Regions from separate parts of the Mus musculus genome. Here region 2 is linked to region 1. Evidence: chromatin contacts called from public promoter capture Hi-C data. All regions are on one chromosome and are shown on one strand. Each heading gives the region's core, a stretch centred on a gene start, on an enhancer-like site or on the middle of the called end of the contact. The rest is flanking DNA. Distances are from core to core; before and after follow the strand shown.

Region 1 (4,237 bases), core at 725-3,224:
ACTAAAGAGAGAAATAATTCTTGCCATTTACATGGTCGTATTTGCCTTTTTTACTGGAGCATCAAATTCTCTTTCTTTATTGAAAACCATGGTTTCTTAAGGCACTGTGGTAGGCTAGGCGCTGAGATTATGTAGTAAGCACTGCAGACAATGATCACAGCCTGTCAATGAGCTCAGTGGTCAAAGAAACCAATACAGGGTCTCTCAGAACTTTCTTCAGCTCTCTACCTACTATCATACTGGACCCTAGTGACAGAAACTGAGAAGGTGAGCAGCAGGTCAGGACCAGGGGAAATGAAGATCTTTCACTGAGGGCATTGAGGCTCCTTTCATGCTGGGAATACCTAGAGAAAGGTTCCGACTGGGCTGGAAAGCCAGTGGACAACTGCCTTCCCTGAGCTACAGGAAGATGCCTGGAGCCTGAGCTACAGGGGCCTCTGTTCAGGACCTCCTCCTCCAAGGCAGTTGTTACTTAGGAAATCTACTGCTGTAAGGGTGTGTTGGGTCAACAACCAGTAATACTAAACTCTTGACTTGTTGGTGACTTTTCACCCTGAATTTTGCCTCTCTCCACAGTTTCAGTGGAATAGACATGGACATGGGTCTATCGGGGTAACATGGGCTTATCAGTGGAATGGTAAATCAGTAGATCTCTAGAAGCCAACCAGAGGGCTAAGGAAGATTGAAGTAGACATAGTTTTCAAATCACTATGTGAGGGACCACCCACACATGAGTAAAAGTCTAAGGAAAAATCTTATTTAAAAATCAACCCTCCCACCATCCTGCTTAGTTTAAGGAATATGTCAGTAATATTTCGCCTTCCAAAGCTACTTGAAACTAAATTGTGCATGGTGCATTTTGAATCTTGATTTCTTGGATGTTAAAAACCATGGCTAGAATCTGCTGCAGAGACAGCCATGAGATTAATTCCGCTTCTTTCTGTGGTCACTTCCAACAAAGCCTGCTTCTGCTGCTCTTGAATTCACCTGATACGCTAAAAATAAATTGTGTATAATGTGTTTTGTTTACCAGATATAGCTATATACTTCAGAGATTCCGTCCTTGAATTTTTAATAGCTTTGCTGGGATTAAAAGTCAACACTTCATCACTAGTGAATTAAAAGAATCTTCCTGAAGTCTGAGTATTGTTTGCCAGCTAAGAGAGTTTTCAATTAAAAATATTTTCTGTCTTTACATGTTTTAGTCCCTATGTTTTCCAATGGCTAGTTGTTTTCTGTCTCTGTATTAGTCCAACAACTGATTTAAAAAAAAAAAACAAAACAGAAACAACTCTTTGGTTGAAATTTTTAGCTGATAAGAGAAATACAAATAAAGAAAAAGCAGCAGATGGTCCCATTGTGACTGAATGAAAAAAAGGGTTTTGAGTAACAATGTGTGAATAGGTGTAGCCTAATAAAACACTCAGCCACCTGCTGCCTGAATCCTTCAGGAAGGCTCGGTCGCTTACTCTGGGGCTTAACCATTAATGTGTGTTAGGTTGATAGAAACCATCAACTGTGAGAAGCTTACGTTCATTCTCCCTTTGCTTACATTGAGTTGGCTTTTCTATATTTTAAATTGTTTCCCAACTCAATGTATCTGCCAAAGGGTGTAATGAAAGGGTTTTGGACACCTGGTTAAGCGAAGGAAAGGTAAGGATAATGAGGTGATGGGTGTTTCTTTTTTACTCTAAGTCAGGGAGCCCCTTCCGCTGGTTCCTACAGAAGTGAGGTGGCCTACCATATTTGCGGGTGTGGATAACTATGTCTCTGCTCTTTGCTTTAAAAGGTACCGCCTTTTCTCAAATGTAGATTTGCTTTTCCTTCAGGGATTTACTCTTCAACCCGACTATCAGACTATTATCAACCCTACATCTACAGCTGCACAAGTTGTCACCCAAGCGATGGAGTACGTGCGTTCTGGGTGCAGAAATCCGCCCCCACAGCCCGTGGACTGGAGTACCGACTACTGCAGTAGTGGGTAAGCGGCCGGCCATCGCCACCTGGTGGTGGAGAGTCTCACAGCATGCGCCTCCGTTCGGGAGTGGGGCCTCATGTCCAGGAAGGCTTCAGAAAAGTAACTTACATACATACATACATACATACATACATACATACATACATACATACATACATACATACATAAAATGTAGAGCCATCATCTTCTAGTCTTTCCAAGAACAAATGCCTCCATGTTTCTCTTTCCTAGGGATTTAGGTCAACTATCTATGCGCTTGAGCTAGCACAAATAATACTAGCCTCACCACCCCAACTCCCTCTGCCACCCCCTCCCACTGTGATTCTGATTTTCTTGTAACCGTGTTTTCTCTCCACACAGGGGCATGCAGAGGGACAAAGCGCTGTATCTCACCTGAAAATCTCGACACCTCTTCTTTCCACTGAGGAGTTCAGGGAAATCTTTTCACCATGGATTGCTTTGCGCACTCAAAGCAGTTCTTCATTTGATTAGAAAATACAAGTTACTAAGCACTTAGGACCATGTGAGCTTGTGGGTCACCCACGCTGGAAGAAATAGTCATGCTTCTTTATTATTTTTTTAATCTTTTATGGACATTGTTCCTCTTCCCAGAAGGAAGTGTGGACCATTCTGATTTCTGTTGGTTTTGCTGTGAAGTGCTGCGGCTCTAGTAACTGCCTTAGCAACGGTAGATGTCTGGGGTAAACGGTCCTGGGTTTTCCATTGGTTTTCATAATGGGTGTTTATATGAAACTACTAAAGACTTTTTAAATGGCTTGATGTAGCAGTCATAGCAAGTTTGTAAATAGCATCTATGTTACACTCTCCTAGAGTATAAAATGTGAATGTTTTTGTAGCTAAATTGTAATTTGAAACTGGCTCACCCCAGTTTGTTGATTTCACAGAGGGATTAAAATTGGCAAACATTCATATTTTTACTTCATTTTTAAAAACAACTTACTAATAGTTCTATATTTTCAAAATACTTGAAAAAATATTCCCAAATGATTTTAATTTAAAAACAATTTGGCTTTGTCTTATTGATCAGACAAAAAAGAAGCTAGTATGGAGGGAAGCGCAAACACATTTATTTTGTATTGCAGAAAAAAAAATCCTTTTTTGTATCACTTTTGTGTAATGATTAGTAAATGTCATCCAAGTCCTGTTATGGATAAAGCTGCCAAATGCTCACTGGCATCTTAGCTGCAGAAACAGGCCGGAACGCGCTAGCTAAGTGCTCCTCTTTATCTATGGCTCTGTGTTACTGTTTCTCCATACTGTGTCTGTATTTAATCGTTTTCTTCTTTTTTTTATGAAACTTGTTGCGCCTATTTATGAAATAATAAATATAGGTGTTTGTAAGTAAATTTGTTAGTATTTGAAAGAGGTTTCATTGATGTTTTAATTTTTGCTGGCAAAAAAAAAAAAAAAAATCCATGCTTGGTGTGAGTACTTATTTAGTTTTTACAGTGACATGAATAAAACCAAATCTGCTTTTCATTTAGTAGCAAACTAGAGGAACGAATCTGTATTTTTGCATATCTTTTGTTGACATAAATGAAAAACAATTCTACTTAGCAATCTTCTTTTCCTGAGCAACACAACAGAAAACTGCTCCTGAGGTGCCACCCTTGCCAGGCCTAAGCAAACACCAGTGCATCCTCTTCCTAAAGAGATAAAAAGAGCTGTTTCTCACTTCTCAGTTCCAAAACAGTTGCCACCCCCCACCCCAACCCCCACCCCCCCAACCCCAACCCCCCCCCCCACACACACACACAAATGCTAAGAACCAAATTCAAGTTGAGTCACCCAGAATCCCAAAAGTCACATGCTTCTCATGGCATGCAGAAAACATTTAAGAATTGACCAAGGGTTCAGGAAGAGATCAAAGGGGATATGGTGTCTAGAATCAATCTAGAAATGAAGGGCTAGTAGTCAGACCAGCTCAAGAAATAGGAAAATCATGGGAAGTGGACGCAGTTGCTAGAAACTGAGCACCCTGCTATCCCCCGTCTCTGCTCTCTTCCTTTTCCACAAATCCTGGGTCACCACTAGCGATGTGCCAGTAGGGCTTTGCATAGCTCTGATAGCAGAAGGAAGGGGTGAGGAAAGGTCCCCTTCCACAGACTTCGGTCACATAAATTCATCTGGCTAGACATGAAGAGAATGGTGGTTTTGTGGAATGTATGAAATAACCTTAGCAATTTAAATACATCATGTAATCCAGTCAAAATTGAAAAGACAAAAGGCTTGCTTGCT
Region 2 (3,939 bases), core at 1,079-3,578, 890 kb before region 1:
TGGAATCATTTTAATGTTTATCCATCTTCCTTATGAAGCCACCTATTATAGAAACTTCAACAGTGCCTCGAAACTATAGCAAGTGCCACCCACAAAGCCTATTATTTTTCTCCTTGACCAGGCAGCTTTATTCTGACAAAAAAAACAGAGTTTATATGGTGGTGGGTTCAAATGAGCAGCTTGTAATTTAATGCCAGCATTGAGTAATAGGCAACACAAAGAATTCTTGGGAATTTTTTTTCATGGGTTGGTTTAAACTAGACAAAATACTCAAAGAGTTGATCTAACACTTAGATCAGGATTTCAGAATAGCTTAATCTTGTATCTCACAGCCATTCATGATCAAGAAAAGGCAGGTGATATATGAAGGAGTTGTGATTCCTGAAAAGAAGAACTGATGAAGCAATTTAAAATGAGCTGGAAAACCATATTGCCGGGCACTTAGCACTCTGTACAAATCACAATTTTAGAAGTTAGCATGCCTCATTATTCAAGCAAATAATAATTGAATACTTGCTAACTAGGGAAGATGATACAGTCTCAGCTTAATATGTGAGGAAGCTGAGGTTCAGCCTAATGACAGATAGAGTGAGTAGTGGTTGATACCAATGCAGGTCTGTGTCTGATAACATGTCACCACATGGGCATGTCTGCAGCAAATATTAAATCACATATTGCAATTTATGTTTAATTTAGAGAAAAACAAATATATCTGACTTATTATTCTTCCTTAATTATAAAGTTTCTTCCTTCTTGCTCTTCAGACTTGTTTACTCTCTATCTGGTCTTTTCTGACCCCACTGTCATGGGCCTAGAGCTGATATTATTCATCTTCTGTATAATTGCTGTAGGGTCCTTAAGTTTCCCTCTATCACAGCACAATTTCTAACATCTGCAAAACTCCTAAGAAATTCTTACCAGTGTTATTATGTGTCCCTGGATATTTATATTTTATAGAAACCATTTGTATATGTTGGAGTCTAGAGTATGGCCAGAAGTAACTTTTTATGTTCAATCAACTCCACCGTGACTCAAGTCAGATACTCAGATTTGACAAGGTAGACAAATGTTACAGATATGACTTACTTAAGCAAGCAACTTGAAAACAAAGAAAGAGACATTCCAGGAATGAGAATCTACACTGCAGTTGATAAGAGATGATTCCACAGGTTAATTATGTAGCTCCGGACACAGATTTCCACAGCAACATCTCAGTGGCAGCTGCCTCTGATTCTCAGTGAGAACCTGACAGAAATGTCTTCCTATGATCTTAATACTTTGTTCCTTTCTGAGGTGGCAGCAGGGATCCTGGCCTAATATCTAGACAAATGGGCTTTTGTGAAGCTTTTCGCACTCTGTAAAACACGCATTGTTCTGTGGATCAAAGCATGGTTTTAAACTGCACAAATATTTTAGCAGAATCAGTATGCTTACTAAGTGGAATACTGAAAAACATTAATTTTGTCTATCGTTAATATAATTCCATGAAGAAGGAAAGCAGGAAGGATGGAGTCCAGGGAGCTGCATCTTTAAGGAAGAGAGTAAGAGGCAGACTGAGACATCATTTTAAAGTACTGTTTTGTTTTAGGTGCTAGAGAGCTGAAAACAGTCTTCTTGTCTCGCAGAAGGCTGAAGAACGTTCACCTATGCGGAGCCTGTCAGGAGAATATCTGCATGCCCTGCGGAGTTTCAAGAGAGATGGGACTAAGGGTGAATAAGAAGACACTGAGAGGCGTGTGACACTTGAAAGGTCTGACAGTCTGCGGCTGATTGCTGATAGTGTTAGAATAGACTTATTATCAGCTTCTATGCACCTTATCAGAATGAACGTGCCTCTTTGAAAATTAAAGTATATGAAAAGGGACATCTTGTATTTCACTTTTTGATAGTTTTCCCTAAAATGCACCTTAAAAAAAGGGGGGGGGGAGGAGCAACTCTTTATCATTTAAAGTACCTTTTCTACTAGATTAAGTTTCTTTTTCCTCTTCACACAAGGGGAGAATGAAAGCCCATGGAATATCCAGGGGTAGTGTCAAAGGCACATTGCTGGTATTATTTAACACCAGAGTAGGGGAATCAGACCAAAGGTTTCTAGGTTTGAGAAGAGGAGTTTCACAAACCAGAAGGAAAAACGCAAGCAGCAGGGAGTTTTAAAGCTGTCTTTGTTTGTTCCTTTGTTAATATCTTGCTCTGCTAGGTTTACAAATCCTAAATAAATAGAAATTAGTGCTCCTTCCTTTGCAGTCCATTTGCTTTAGATGTTTGCCTTAAGGGACATTTGTGTATTCTGCTAATGGCTGCAGCAGAGTGCTGTCTCATTTTCATTCTGGCAAAAAAAAAGGCCGTCACCATGGTTACAGTTTCATTTGCTAGAGAGAAACTGATGGCTGTTAGCGATCCCATCATAAGCAACTTCTGTCAGATTTCTTATCAAGTCGACATATTTTGACAAAGTGAAAGATAACACTGTAATAAGAGAACTGAGTTGCGACTCTATGCAATGAACCATTTAGCATTAAATGAAATGTGAAACCACATTTTAAAAACTGAAGGTGGGGAGAAAAGTAATATTTATAATTTACACGCACACACACAAGAAATCTTCCGTCGCACAGTAATGATGGCTCCTCTTCTTTTCATTGTCCCAGTAACCCCAGCAGGATAATATCTACCGAGGATCTTAGGAACCATCATGGAGGAGGCTGCTCGGAGCTTACTCGGGAGATTATTAAGCTTTTGCTTTCTCCATTTACCTTACTGGGGCCCAGGTCTTTGACACAAGACAAACTCCAAAGGTAGTAAGTCAGAATTCTGTGATCAAAGACCTTGTAAAACATTTAACAGACTGTTTTGTTCTACTGAGGGTTCAGTCTAATCCCCAAATAGACCAGTGAGATCATCGAAAACACCTTGTTTACAGTCATGTGATGTTCCAAAGATGGCCTCAAAATCAGTAACTAGAACCATGCTTACATTTCCCATGACGATGTTGGTCCAACACCAAAATTAATCAGCAGATGATGAAGGCTAGACAGTCAAGGTTAGAAGAACAAGGTCAAGGCCAATAAACAAAGGTGCTGAAGCATTATCTATGGAACTACAGACTAGGCAGCTGCTGACTTGAAGAATGTCATTATTAAAGTTAAAAGGAGAGGCTAATTAGGAAATTGCCCAAAGAAGAGTATTCAATGTTCTCTGTATGTGGGTTTTTAACAGCTCCATCTAGTCTTGCCTTGTAAAGTAATTCAAACAGAGGTGAACACAATAAATACTTCATATTAAAGGAAAAAGAAATGGTGAGCTTCTTACATGCAAAACATAGGGGTAAAGTGAGCCAATGATTGCCAGTCCTCATGGGAATGAGGTGGACGCTGTTCAGCAAGGTGGCGTGCAGAAGAAGTCTCAGAACCTTAGTGTATGGGCAAGAAGAGAGGGAACTGATCTCCTTCTGATACTTTTCTACCCCTTCTGGCATAAATAAATTTGTAAAAATTAGGGGATGTGGTTTTGAAGTTGATTGGCTCAGTATTTAGTGTTATAGGAGAGCCACTGTAGTATATTGATTTCACTTTGTAATTTGTTTTGTCTTTACCAGTGGGGACACTTATGTGACTGATGCCCAGAACATGTCACCTAAATACCCTTCTTCATAAGAATTTAGGTTTTCAGTTTCTAGTACCTGGACATATATCCCAAAGGAATGTGTATATATATACATATATATGAAGATTGATGGCTGTTAATGTAACAAATAAACTCGCCAGATAAACTAGCCATAAGAGAAGTCTGCTATAGTTGACATCATTTACTGATGACCATGTACTTTAGAAGCCAGTCTAGATTTTTTTTTCCAATAATAGTGATGCAATGGTATCAGAACTCAAACATAAAGCCACTTCCATATCTATTCCACTAACATCACAGTGTGACACTGTGTTT

What was found. Promoter capture Hi-C pulls out the DNA fragments that hold promoters and counts their contacts.
Region 2: a contact with region 1 is called in a promoter capture Hi-C map of hippocampal neurons, with 2.9 times the contacts expected there. The contact joins two enhancer-like sites. A contact is called at or near these places in 3 of 39 promoter capture datasets (cranial neural crest, hippocampal neurons and maxillary cranial neural crest), 1 of 484 Hi-C or Micro-C datasets (cerebral cortex) and 1 of 115 datasets of contacts at active chromatin or transcription factors (large pre-B cells).

What each region holds. Positions count from the first base shown.
Region 1 is chr4:6,686,563-6,690,799 of GRCm38.p6, reverse strand. Tox (thymocyte selection-associated high mobility group box) reads left to right here. Exons shown (of 9, transcript NM_145711.5): 8 at 1,830-1,981; 9 at 2,339-4,237. The coding sequence ends at 2,375. Among named protein-coding and RNA genes, the nearest start is that of Gm11802, 12 kb to the left of the region's middle. Within about 2 kb of position 1,974, at least 12 of the 459 cell types and tissues checked have an H3K27ac peak or open chromatin away from gene starts, as enhancers often do. A contact at or near this core is called in hippocampal neurons, where this site is marked.
Region 2 is chr4:7,579,475-7,583,413 of GRCm38.p6, reverse strand. It overlaps Gm33752 (a long non-coding RNA gene), which reads left to right. Exons shown (of 4, transcript XR_390374.3): 4 at 1,589-1,824. Among named protein-coding and RNA genes, the nearest start is that of 8430436N08Rik, 21 kb to the right of the region's middle. Within about 2 kb of position 2,328, at least 42 of the 459 cell types and tissues checked have an H3K27ac peak or open chromatin away from gene starts, as enhancers often do. A contact at or near this core is called in hippocampal neurons, where this site is marked.